Regions from separate parts of the Pan troglodytes genome. Here region 2 is linked to region 1. Evidence: chromatin contacts called from public Hi-C data. All regions are on one chromosome and are shown on one strand. Each heading gives the region's core, a stretch centred on a gene start, on an enhancer-like site or on the middle of the called end of the contact. The rest is flanking DNA. Distances are from core to core; before and after follow the strand shown.

What was found. A called contact is a pair of places that touch in the nucleus more often than the background predicts.
Region 2: a contact with region 1 is called in a Hi-C map of stem cell-derived neural progenitor cells, with 4 times the contacts expected there. The contact joins the promoter of UNC119B here to the promoter of SRSF9 in region 1. A contact is called at or near these places in 2 of 7 Hi-C or Micro-C datasets (induced pluripotent stem cells and stem cell-derived neural progenitor cells).

Annotation. Positions count from the first base shown.
Region 1 is chr10:127,277,691-127,284,119 of NHGRI_mPanTro3-v2.0_pri, forward strand. It overlaps SRSF9 (serine and arginine rich splicing factor 9), which reads right to left and starts at 2,531. Exons shown (of 4, transcript XM_001160785.7): 1 at 2,344-2,531. The coding sequence starts at 2,531.
Region 2 is chr10:127,522,755-127,529,183 of NHGRI_mPanTro3-v2.0_pri, forward strand. UNC119B (unc-119 lipid binding chaperone B) reads left to right here and starts at 2,576. Exons shown (of 5, transcript XM_001162824.6): 1 at 2,576-2,876; 2 at 5,428-5,541. The coding sequence starts at 2,633.

The DNA of each region.
Region 1 (6,429 bases), core at 1,281-3,780:
ACAATGTAGCGTATCATATAGTAAGTTTGCATTCGAAAAACAGAAGAGGGAGTTCAAATCCATTGATCCCGGCCTGGCGTGGTGGCTCAGGCCTGTAACCTCAGCATTTTGGGAGGCTGAGGTGGGTGGATCACTTGAGGTTAGGAGTTCAAGACAAACCTGGCCAACATGGAGAAACCCCATCTCTGCTGAACATAGAAAAATCAGCCAGGCATGATGGCGGGCGCCTTTAATCCCAGCTACTGGGAAGCTGAGGCAGAAGAATCGATTGAACCTGGGAGGCCGAGGTTGCAGTGAACGGAGACAGTGACATCGCACTCCAGCCTGGGCAACAAGAGCAAAACTCCGTCTCAAAAAAATAAAGAAAAATAAAAAAAACAAATCCCTCGAACTTTTTCTCTTTTTTTTTTTTTTTTGAGATGGAGTCTTGCTCTGTCACCAGGCTGGAATGTAGTGGCGCCATCTCGGCTCACTGCAACCTCCGCCTCCCGGGTTCAAGAGATTCTCCTGCCTCAGCCTCCCGAGGAACTGGGACTACAGGCGCGCGCCACCACGCCCAGCTCATTTTTGTATTTTTAGTAGAGACGGGGTTTCACCATGTTGGCCAGGATGGTCTCAATCTCTTGACCTTGTGATCCGCCCGCTTCGGTCTCCTAAAGTGCTGGGATTGCCACTAGCTTTCTATCAGTAACTCTAAATACTCAATATCCTGATCTGTAAAATCTGGTTAACCATACAGGCCGGGTGAGGTGGCTCACGCCTGTAATCCTAGCACTTTGGGAGGCTGAGGCGGGCGGCTCACCTCAGGTCGGGAATTCGAGACCAGCCTGACCAACAAGGAGAAACCCCGTCTCTACTAAAAATACAAAAAAATTAGCCGGGCGTGGTGGCGCATGCCTATAATCCCAGCTACTCACGACGCTGAAGCGGGAGAATCGCTTGAACTCAGGTGGCGGAGGTTGCGGTGGGCCGAGATCGCGCCACTGCGCTCCAGCCTGGGCAACAAGAGTGAAGACCCGTCTCAAAAAAAAAAAGTACCTACACCTCATAAATTGTTAAAAATACTAAATACAGGCTGGGCGGGTTGCTCACGCCTGTAATCCTAACAATTTGATCCGCTGAGACGGGAGAATCACCTGAGCTCAGGAGTTCGAGACCAGCCTGAGCAACATGGTGAAACCCCCTAGTTTATCAATCTAAAAAAATAAGAAGGAAAGAAAAAAAGCTAAATACACACCATGGCACTTGACCCATAGCAACTGTTGAAAAACCACAATGGCACGGTTACTAAATAAGCGAGGCATAGCCTTCTCCGCCTTAGGGGTAAAAATGCCCAGTTCCGGTTTTGAGGCAAATGAGGAGATACTAGGGATGAGCTGTCAGAGTCGACTCTTCAGCCATCAACGCCTCGCGGTGCTTCCTGCCTGCCCTTCCTCAGATGCTCCCCTTGCCCTATCAATACGTCCACCCCAGGTAGGTCGGACACCCTACGAACATTCCGCGTTCCCCGGGAGCAAATGATGCTAGGAAAACAGGGTGCGGGCTCTTATTTGGCCGGAGTGGAGTGACCAGGTCAGCGCCGCAGCTGCTAACCACCACCCACCACAGTTTTGAAAGTTCCTGGGCTTTTTCCGGCCTGAGGGCCGACGCTGTTTGCAAAATCACATGCACTCCCTGGAGCGGGGTTAGGAATCTAGAGTTTCCAAATCCCTGGAACCTTCAGCATCTCGCCAAGCCTCCCTCATCAAAGGAGGGAAGTGAAATCAGAGCCCCACTCCGGCTGTTTTAGAAGTTTTCCCGAATCCGTGATCCCTTTACAAAGCCCGGGCCCTGGCCTGCGGGGCGGGGCGCGCGAACGGCGAGCTGTTCCACCAGAGATCCCTCCACGACCTCCAGCGGCATCCGCGACCCTGCAGCTTGCTCTCCAGCCACGGCGAGACGGGCCGGGGGAGAGGCGAGCGGGAAGGGCGAACGGCGACCCCCGCGCTGCCCCGGGGCCGCTTCCCCCTACGGTGCTGCCCCAGGCAGGAGGCGGACAAGGCTCATTTGGACCCCCCGAGGCCGGTGCAGGCGGGCTTGGGCCCTCCAAAGGCTCAGCTTTTGGGTTTCTAAGTAAAATATTGGAATAATAAAAATAAAGGAAGTGACGACGGCGCGAAGGACGGCCCGGGCCTGCGAGGAGAGGCTGCCTCATCCTCCACCCGTGAGGGGGCGCCGTGAGGGGTCTGCGCGGAGGCGGGGGGAGGGGAGGCCGGGGGGAGGGGAGCCCTGGGGGAGGGGACAGCAGGGAAGGCGGGGGCCTCAGGCACCGAGGAGGAGAGGGCAGGGGCGCGGGGGCCTCACCGGGGGTCCTCGAAGCGCACGAAGGCGAAGGGCACGAGGCCGTGCCGGTTCTTGAGCTCGATCTCGCGGATGCGGCCGTACTTGTAGAACAGGTCCTCCAAGTCCTTCTCGCGCACGTCGGTCGGAAGGTTCCCCACGTAGATGCGCCCGTCGCCCTCGCCGCCGCGCTCGTCCGCCCAGCCCGACATCCGCACCGCCCGACGCCGCGGGCCCGCCGCAGCCCACGTCGCCGCCGCCGCCGCCGCCGCCTCAGCACGGGTCCCCCCGCAGCGTCCCCGCGGGCTCCGAGGCGCTCAGCCGCACTGCATTGTGGGAACGCGGAGCGGAAGCGAAGGGGTCGGCGGAGGCAAAAGGAGTCCTCTTAAAGGGAACGCGGCTGCGACCATTGCGCGTGCGCGCAGGCCGGCGCCCCCTGGAGGTGCGAAGGGCCTTCGGGCGCTGACAGGGAGAGCCTGGGGCCGGGCTGTGTGGATGCCATCCCCGAGCGCGGTTCGCGCTCGGCTGAGGCGCTGGACAAGTGACTTGGGCTCCCGCGCCTCAGTTTCTCTCTGTGGCGCCGCCTACCTCACAGACTTGTGAGCACTCACTGACGTGGGTAGCGCCCAGGGCCTGCGGGGCGCAGGAGAGCTGGAGTCAGGCGGAGACCGCAGGCTGACCCCGCAGCGGCCGGGCTGTCGCGGCCCCCAGCCTCAGGTCAGTAGGCCCCCGGGCCACCCTGTCCCCATTTTACAGTTGCTCAGAACTGACGGTGTCAGCATGAGATGGACTCCATATCTTGGCCTTGAGTTTGTCGGAGTCGAGGGAGTAAGACTCTTAATGAGTATCACAGCGATCACTATAGAGTGCATCCGACTTGTGCTTTTCATCCTCTCCCGGGCGGAGTCTGAGGCCACAGAGGGGTCAGGAATGGAACCCAGAGCCATGCTCGCATCCTAAGTACTGAGTCCTTATGGAGCTCAGGTAGACACCCACCTTGGCACTTACTTTTCCACATTCACATCCCAGAACGCGGAGCATTGAACCCAGGGACCTTACAGTGAGGCCTTGCACCAGAAGACTTTTTGTTTTTGATACAGGGTCTTATTCTGTTGCTCAGGCTGGAGTGCAATGGCGCGAACACGGCTCACTGCAGTCTCGATCTCGCTGGACTCAGGTGATCCTCCCACCTCGGGGCGCCGTGAGGGGTCTGCGCTGCGTCCAGCTAGTTTATTTTCTATTTTTTGTAGAGAGGCTGGTCTCGAACTCCTGGGCTCAACCGATCCTCCAGCCTTGGCCTCCCAAAGTGTTGGATTACCGGCTTGAGCCCGGCGCCCGGCTGGAATACTCCTAACCTAAAGATTGTTCAGGCTGGGTGCGGTGGCTCACGCCTGTAATCCCAACACTTTGAGAGGCCAAGGCGGGAGGATCACTTGAGGTCAGGAGTTCGAGACTAGCCTGGGCAACATGGGGAAACCCCGTTTCTACTAAAAATACAAAAATTAGCTGGGCGTGGTGGCGTGTTCCTATAATCCCAGTTACGCGGGAGGCTGAGGCAGGAGAATTGCTTGAGCCCGGGAGGCGAAGGTTGCAGTGAGCCGAGATCATGCCACTGCACTTCAGCCTGGGTGACAGAGTGAGACTGTCTCAAAAATAAATAAAGATTTTTCATATTAAAAATGAAACCTGGCTGGGCGTGGTGGCTCATGCCTGTAATCCCAGCACTTTAGGAGGCTGAGGTGGGTGGATCACTTGAGGCCAGGAGTTCAAGACCAGCCTGGCCAACATGGCAAGACCCGCCCCCCTACTAAAAATACAAAAAAAAAAAAAAAAAAAAAAAATTAGCCAAGCTTGGTGGCACGCCTGTAGTCCCAGCTGCTTGGGAGGATGAGGCACGAGAATCGCTTGAATCTGGGAGGCAGAGGTTGCAGTGAGCCGAGATTGTGCCACTGCACTCCTCCAGCCTGGGTGACAGAGGGAGACTCTGTCTCAAAAACAAGACAAAACAAAAACAAACAAAAAAAGGGACTAAAACCACACATTTAATCAGAAGGTAGTTGATTTCTCATTATACCATCTGAGCGTTTTAAAATCAAAACAAACCAAAGACTAGACACCCACATATACTACTGAGTGTATATCTTTTTTGGAATACAAGTTGATAGTATACATCAGGCTTTCATAATATACATATACCCTTCGATCTTGTAATTCTGCTTGTAGGATTTTGTGTTTGTTTGTTTTGAGACGGAGTCTTACACTGTCACCCAGGCTGCAGTGCAGTGGCGTGATCTCGGCTCACTGCAAGCTCCGCCTCCCGGGTTCATGCCATTCTCCCGCCTCAGCCTCCCGAGTAGCTGGGACTACAGGTGCCTGCCACCACGCCCGGCTGATTTTTTTATATTTTTAGTAGAGACAGGGTTTCACCGTGTTAGCCAGGACGATCTCAATCTCCTGACCTCGTGATCCGCCTGCCTCAGCCTCCCAAAGTGCTGGGAATACAGGCGTGAGCCACCGCGCCCAGCTGCTTGTAGGATTTTTATCAGACGGAAATAAGCAAGAGATTCTCATAATAAATTACATGTGTATATTTATCATTGCATTCTGTGCAATTAAAAAAATTAAACTTGATAATAAGGGAGTGGCTCAACACATTAACTTTGAATGTTACACAATTATTGTCATGTTTTTAATATGACAGAGATATTAAAGTCACAGTAATTTACAGTTAAAGTGAATTGAAAGTGGTGTTTAATGTATACACATATATAGTGTATTTGCTGCTTGTAACAAAAAAAAAATAGAAAGAAAAAGCTTTCCAAATGTTGTGGTTGTGGAGATATCTCTTGATGGCAGTTATTTTTATGTTTTTATTTATGCTTTTCTGTATTTCTCAAATTGTAATTAGCATGCACTACTTTTATAATTGGAATAAAACACAATAAATGATTCCTAAAATAAAACCATTATAACTGTCTGTTGTATTCTGGATTATATAAAGCGTCTAGCTGTTCTCTAGACAAGCAGGAAAGAGCCCTGGCCAAATATGATCTCGAGTCTAAGTGTGCAGCCTTATAGGAGCTTACATATCCTATAGGCATCCGAAAGTCCAGATGCCTTCTCATTTTGGGTGGTGTGCTTAGGTGTATTAATACCATTCTCTGAGTCCTACCACTCCTATGTGATTGTTGCCTGGAAAGACAAAAAAGGGAAAAAAAGTGCTGTTGGAAACAATTGGGCAGTCTCCTAGGGAGAGAGAAATAGAGTCAGCTAAGTGACTCAATAGGACTGTAGGTGGAAAACTGCTTGCAAATAATAATAATTCAGTTTTAATTGTGCAAAGTCCTGCAGCATACAATCTCCAAAGGAGTTCAGTTACCCAGCAGAAAATATAGGGATGTGGTTAGTACAGGCTTCTTGGATTAGATAGAGCACAGCTAAATCATTAGGAGGCATTTATGATCATCCATGAAACCCCCTTTATTCCTGTACTGACCTTTGCAGTTAGAACACAAATGAGACCACAATTATGACTTCATGCTCAAAGGGTTCATAGGTTCCATTCTCTGCTAAGGCCAGAGACTCTAGGCAGGGACACCTTTTAAACTTTTTGTTCATCTAGATATTCAACATTATTTATGATTTAGGTCCTGTATGAGGCCCAGGGCATGCGATAATTCAGCTCCGTCCTTGAGTTGTGTATATAGGTTGCTATTCGGTCATGTAGAGTACAGTTGTGATAAGGATAAGCTGCTTGAGACTACATCGGAGGGTCACCTACCACAGTCTTAGAGATTTTAAGGAAGGCTTCTGGGAGGAGATGTTTAGAGTCTTGAAGAACCAGTAGGAGTTAACCAGGGGGAAGAGGGAAGGGCATTTCAGACAAAAATGAGGGCATGACTGCTGAGTGCAGTGGCAGTAATCCCAGCACTTTGGGAGGCTGAGGCAGGAGGATGGCTTGAGTCCAGGAGTTTGAGACCAGGCTAGGCAATGTAGTGAGACCCCTATCTCTACAAAAAATTTAAAAATTGCCAGGCCCAGTGGCTCATGCCTGTAATCCCAGCACTTTGGGGAGGTCAAGGTGGGTGGATCACTTGAAGTCAGGAGTTC
Region 2 (6,429 bases), core at 1,326-3,825, 250 kb after region 1:
TACTGGCATGCACCAGCACGCCCAGCTAATTTTCGTATTTTTAGTAGAGATGGGGTTTTGCCATGTTTCCCAGGCTGGTCTCGAACTCCTGGGCTCAAGCAATTTGCTCACCTTGGCCTCCCAAAGTGCTGGGATTACAGGCATGAGCCACCACACTTGGCCCACATCTAAATATTTATATACTTTTTATTTTAAATAAATGGGATTCGCGGCTGGATGCAGCTGAGCTGTGATTGTGCCACTGCACTGCAGCCTGGGTGACAAGAGTGAGACCCTGTCTTAAATAAATAAATACATAAATATGACTCTGTGCCTTGCTTTTTGCCCTACTTAATATATGTTTGAGATCTTTCCATACTAATATATATGTCTCATTTTTTAAAACAGCTCTATGTAACGTGAATGGATACAAATGTAATTTATTGTAATTTGTCAATATTACAAATCTCTGTGCATGCATGTAGGGTAAATTCCTAGATGTGGAATTGCAGGTGAAGAGGTTACATTTGCCATCATCCCTAGAAAGAGAAAAGCCATGGTCCAGGTAACTAGTCTTGGTGCTATGACAACAAACCTTCCGTAAATAAGTATATGGGAAATGGCCACATGCTAAACCACCCTCTTGGCCATTCACAATCAAGTAGCATATTAAAAGTTCTGGAAATTCTTCAGTAACCACTCTTTTGAGTGGTTTAAAAAGAGTTGTTTGCAAAAGGAAAGACTTTAATTCTTTGTACACATTTATTAAAATCTCCCTGAACAGTTAGTTAAATGCCACCATATACTAATCTCTCAAAGACAGTACAGCATTTGGGTAGGAATTTGGCCACACACTATGCCACCCAATTGGGCAGCTGGGGTGGGGTCAGGTTTGGACTTTGTCCAGGAACCAAGAGATGCCTGTCTTGGTGGCTTTGGTGAGAGGGACTCAGCAAGCAAGGCCTGGCAAGAACGTCAAGAGGCTCTGGGGGACGGTTGCAATTTTACTCTAGCCTGGCTGAGAGGTGATGTCAGACCTAGCAGACACACTGCATCAATCAGGCCCAGGCCTCCAACACAGAACAGTGCAGATCTAGAATCCCTAGAGAAGGAGCCCCTCAGGGTGGAAGACGGTAGACCACATCCCCCTGTTGACCCACTTCTGGCTAATTGGTGAGGTCATGGCTAACTTCCAAAGCTCAGTGCAGATATTGCCTCTGAAAACTTCCGAAGCCCTCAAGCTTTTACAGCCAGGTCAGAATAAACCACTCCTGTGTGTTCTCCTAGCACCTTTGCTGCATCTCTTAGTGCAGTCAGTGAGTCTAGTTTGTCTTCCAGTTCATACTAACCTACCTTGTGAAAAGGAAGGGTCACATAATGAATTGTGTACTTTACAGTCTTCTCTAACAAAAGTGGGAGCTCTTCCATAGTGGGATACTGTTCAGGCTCTCATTCAATCATTACTGAGCACCTACCACGTGTCAGGCATTAGCTGAACTGCTGGGAATTCAGGGGTGAGGCAGACCCAATCCCTGCCCTCACCCTTAACATCTCCTGTAGCCTAGCCCAATGTCTAGCCCAGGGCCTGGCACAGTAGGGCTTACGGATGGCAATCTCATTGGAAAGTTTGTCTTGAAACTGCCTTTGCAAAACAAACACTGCTTTAACTTACCTTCTATGCTAAATATATTAATAAACATTTTCTCAAGATGCATTGTCCACTAATAGCTTAGTGTTGAAGAACAGGCCTTGGGTCAGATGGACCTGGATTAAAATCCCTGTTCCCTCCTCTTACTGCTTGAGGGACTTTGGACATGTTACCTGACTTCTCTGAACTTGAGCTTCCTGATCTGTAAAATGGAGACAGTAATACCTCACAGGGTTGTTGTGAGGTGAGGAGCCTGCCCTATAGCAAGTGTCCTGCCATATAGCAAGTGCGCAGTAAACACTGGCCATTCTTCTTCTTGGTGTGATTACTGGGAATTAGTTGCCATTGTGCTGTTGGGACTGGTGACAGAACTCTTGGATTGAGAATGCCGAGATGGTGCACGGAAGATTCTGTGTGCTCTTTCAGACCAGGAGGAGGATGAGGAGGAGGAAAGTTTATATGACGTAAATTCATTTGACCGTAAGATATGTATTTAAACATCGTGGACGATCTTGGGGGTCTGATGGGGAGTGGGGTTGCTGAAGCTCCAGCCACCCCTAGGCCCTCCACCTGGCAGGACCAAAGTTGGGGCAGTAGCCGAAGCACCGCCCCCCGGGCCCCGCAGGAGTGTGCAGTCACCTAGTTAGGCCTATCTTGGCCTGCCCATCACTCCTGGCCTGCGGTCTCCTAACCCTGTGGCAGCAGCAGCATTCCCTGAATGGATCGAAGGCTGCCATGGTGTCGTCCGCTGAATTGCTATAGGAGTCAGCCCAGGGCTGCTCATGTGCACCTCAGGTTGCTGATGGCAGCTCTAGTTATTTGGGGATGGAAGTTTGGGGAGAGTGGGCCTTGGTCCACCCTGTGCGAAAGGGAATTCCACCGCCCCCCGGGCGCCCGCCCCCGCCCCGCCCCCTCCCCGCCCCTTCCCCGCCGGGCCCCGGGCCCCGCCCCCGCTCTCCATAGTTACCGCGCTGTGGAGGCGGCGGCCATCTTGGCGGCGGAGCGATGAGCGGGTCTAACCCGAAGGCTGCGGCCGCGGCGTCGGCGGCTGGGCCCGGGGGGCTGGTGGCTGGCAAGGAGGAGAAGAAGAAGGCGGGCGGCGGCGTCCTGAACCGCCTGAAGGCGCGGCGGCAGGCGCCCCACCACGCGGCCGACGACGGCGTCGGGGCAGCGGTCACGGAGCAGGAGCTGCTGGCGCTGGACACCATCCGGCCCGAGCACGTCCTGCGCCTCAGCCGGGTCACCGAGAGTGAGTGCCGCGCGGGCCGCGCCCTCCCCTCGCGCCGTGCCCCGGCTCCCGGAGCCTTCAGCGGACCCGGCCACTTGACCAGAGCGGGGGTCCCCCCCAGACCCCTTCGGCCGGCCGGGCCGCGCTTCCCGCTGCCCCGCCGGCCGGGCTTTGCCCCCGCCACGCTCACGTAGCTCTGGTGGGGAAGGACTCCTGGGCTGGACCGCATTCCTGTGAGTCCGGCCACGCTAGGATGCCCTTCGGCCGGTCGGCTCCCCAGCTCTGCCGGACCTGTTTGGGTAGAGGGCCCCGTTCAGCTGAACTGGATCCTCCTGAGCCGGCCGGGGGCCGAGGTCCCCTAATAAATGGGCCCCTGGGCCCTCAACCTGGAACCCCCGGCCATCAGTGAAGTTCCCGCTCAGCCAGGCCCCCCCAGCCCTCTGGCAGGCCAGAAGCCTTACCTGCTTCCTCCGCCCCGGCCCCATGGCAGCCCTCCCCCGTTGCAGCCTGCCCGGCCTCCCTCCCTCTTTGGGTCGGGAGCGTTGCCCCTTAGTGTGCAGATGGGTTCTTCCTCAAAACACATAGCCGTGGCATTTCCTGCTCATTTAAAACTGTGCCACATTAAAACAAAAATAAAGTTTCAGTTTGTGTACAGACTCCGACATGTGACTCCTGCTTTTGACATTCTCGTGAATTAAGAATGATTTCAGGGTTTCAGAAATGCGTTTCCTGCACAAAAGGCAACCATCCTAAGCTTTTTCGTTGATAGGAGGATGGGTGGGAAGAAAAATGTTGCCCAGTCCCTGCCCTGGGTGATCTCCCTTTTTCTGTTCTCTGCCAAGCCAGTCCCTGACTTGACGTCTTTTCTCTTGCTGCTGCTTCAGGAGTGTGCACTCACCTAGTTAGGCCTATCTTGGCCTGCCCATCACTCCTGGCCTGCAGTCTCCTAACCCTGTGGCAGCAGCAGCATTCCCTGGATGGATCGAAGGCTGCCATGGTGTCTGCTGAGCTGCTATAGCAGGCAGCCCAGGACTGTTCAGGTGCACCTCAGGTTGCCGATGGCAGCTCTAGTAATTTGGGGATGGAGGTTTGGGGGGAGTAGGCCTTGGTCCACCCTGTGCGAAAGGGAATTCCCATTTCCTAAAAGAGTTTTAATTTGATTCTAGATATTTGGATGCCCCCGTTTCCCAATACTGTTTGGGTTGAGACTGTCCTTACCAGACCTGAGCGTATCTTTAGACATTCTTGCTAGTTTTATTGAAACAGTGTGAAAAAGCTTCTTTTCTTCTGAACCAGTTTTCATTTGGGGCTCTGAAAGTACAGATGCTCAGCACCTGGTCTTGGTAACCTCATGCCCTCTCCTGCCATCCAAGTGAGTTAGGGTATTCTGTGCCTGGCCCTAAGCAGGATTCTCAGTGGGCACTCAGATCCTATCTGGGGGCTTGGGATTGTTGCTCATTGTCCAAACCCACCTCTGCAGCTTCTTAGAGAGAGTCTGGCAACCTCTTTGTTACTCTTCTTAACGTCTCGTTCATTCTATCCAGCAGATTATTTGAGTACCCTCTAAGAGTCCAAAGCCAATGTTAGCCTTTTTAGCAGTTACAGAATAATCAGTAGTTGTCAAGTTTGCCGTCTTAATAAAGAGACAACTTGTAAAACACGAAAACAACTAACTCAGGCAATAAAAGATCAAGTATCAAAATGAGCTGTGGAGAAGATGCTATCCGGAATCATCCTAGAAAGAAATCAGTGAAATTGGCTGTAATTAGAATTATTTCAATTTGCTGCTCACGTTCTAGTCACTTGGGCCTAATGTCTTCACCGGCAGATTTATCCTCTTGCCTGGATATGTATGATATGTATTGTCTACTGTATGATTTTGTGTAGCCCACAAACTAAGATTAGGTTTGTACATTTTTAAATGGTTGAAAAAAACTTTAAAATCTTGAGACACGTGGTTATGTAAAATTCATATTTCAGTGTCCATAAATACAGTTTTACTGGAATATAGCCACATTCATTCATTTGCGTATTGTCTGTGGATGCTTTTGTGGCTACAATGATAGAGTTGAGTAGTTGTGACAGAGACCATGTGGCGGCAAAGCCTAAATTATTTAGAATCTGGCTCTACAGAAAAGTTTGCTGATCTCGGCTTTCTTACACTGACAGTTGGCAAACTAACGTTGGCAAACTAGCACTGTATTATCTGCTAAGTCAGTTTAAATGTCTTAGATTGGAATTCTATAAAAAGTTCGCCCTGTTCTGACATCCAACTTGATAGATGATGAAAGATTTTTATGTGTTTCCAAAGAAATCCACCTTTTCTATCCTAGTTTCTAAAAGTTTTGCAATTTTTCATCCAAAGCAAGTCCTTGTTATTTTTTTTCTTTGTTGGATCCCCTAATTCTGTCCATACAACTTCTGCTGGTGATAACACATGAGAAAGTTTTTGGGAGTATTTTAAGTGTGTTGTGTAAGAAAAAATCTGAGTTTGCTTCAAAACTTGAGAATTAAATAAATGGTAGTTTTGGAGGATTATTTAACAGTGTTGGTTTCTCTCTCTTGTTTTCAGATTATTTATGTAAACCCGAAGACAACATCTACAGTATTGATTTCACCCGCTTCAAAATTCGAGATTTGGAGACAGGGACAGTACTGTTTGAGATTGCCAAACCTTGCGTTTCAGGTAGGCCTCTACGTTGTGGTGACCACTAGACAGTTTTGAGCCAAAGGTCTTTGAAACTCAAATCTTTGTGTGCCACTGCATCCTGTTTCTTGGACTCCAGTGTGTCCCACTTCTGTGACCTCTTCCCGTGGCCTGGCCTGCCAGGCATGGTGGTTTGAAGCTGCGTTCAGAGGCTGATGTTTGTTGGATGTCTATTCTGTGCTGGTCACTGTGTTCCACGTCTTTGTGCACATCAGTGTATGTAATCCTCACACCTCTTTGAGGAATTACTGTTATCTCTGTTTTACAGCGAAGGATCTGAGGCCTACAATTCCCAGGCGGCTCTTTCCTAAGGCCCTGTGCTGGTTCATCTTACCATGTTGCCTCCAGTTGGGAAAGGAATCCTTGAAATTAAACTATAATGAGGAAAACTCACCTGAGCCTGGTGCCCTCTTGGAGGGTGATAGGGAGGATCCTGGTCCAGACATGAGGCAGTTTGAGCCATCTTCTTGCTCTCTTTTACATATTGCCTTGGAGTTCCCAGACCTAGTTTGGATTTTAATCTCAACCATTTTCTGGAAGAACAGACCCAGGAACTCAACTACTTGGGGTTCCTTAAATTAGCCTCCCATAGCCGCTTCCTGTGCTTGTGATAAAGTGCCAGGCTGATCTGGACCACAGAAGCCTTTGGAGCACCTCACTGGAGGTTTAGCGCCCCCTGGAGTTAGTCATTTGTAGAACACTGGTACAGATACCCATAGTATCAGTGTGGTTTGTAAACTTACTTTGCAGTGTTTCTCATCTGATTTGCTACTTAGAGCCTGCAAATTTGATAAGGCCCCGATTTCACCCCTACCTGGTGGTATTTGTGCTATCACAATCTAATACTGACCAAGGCACCCAGAGGCT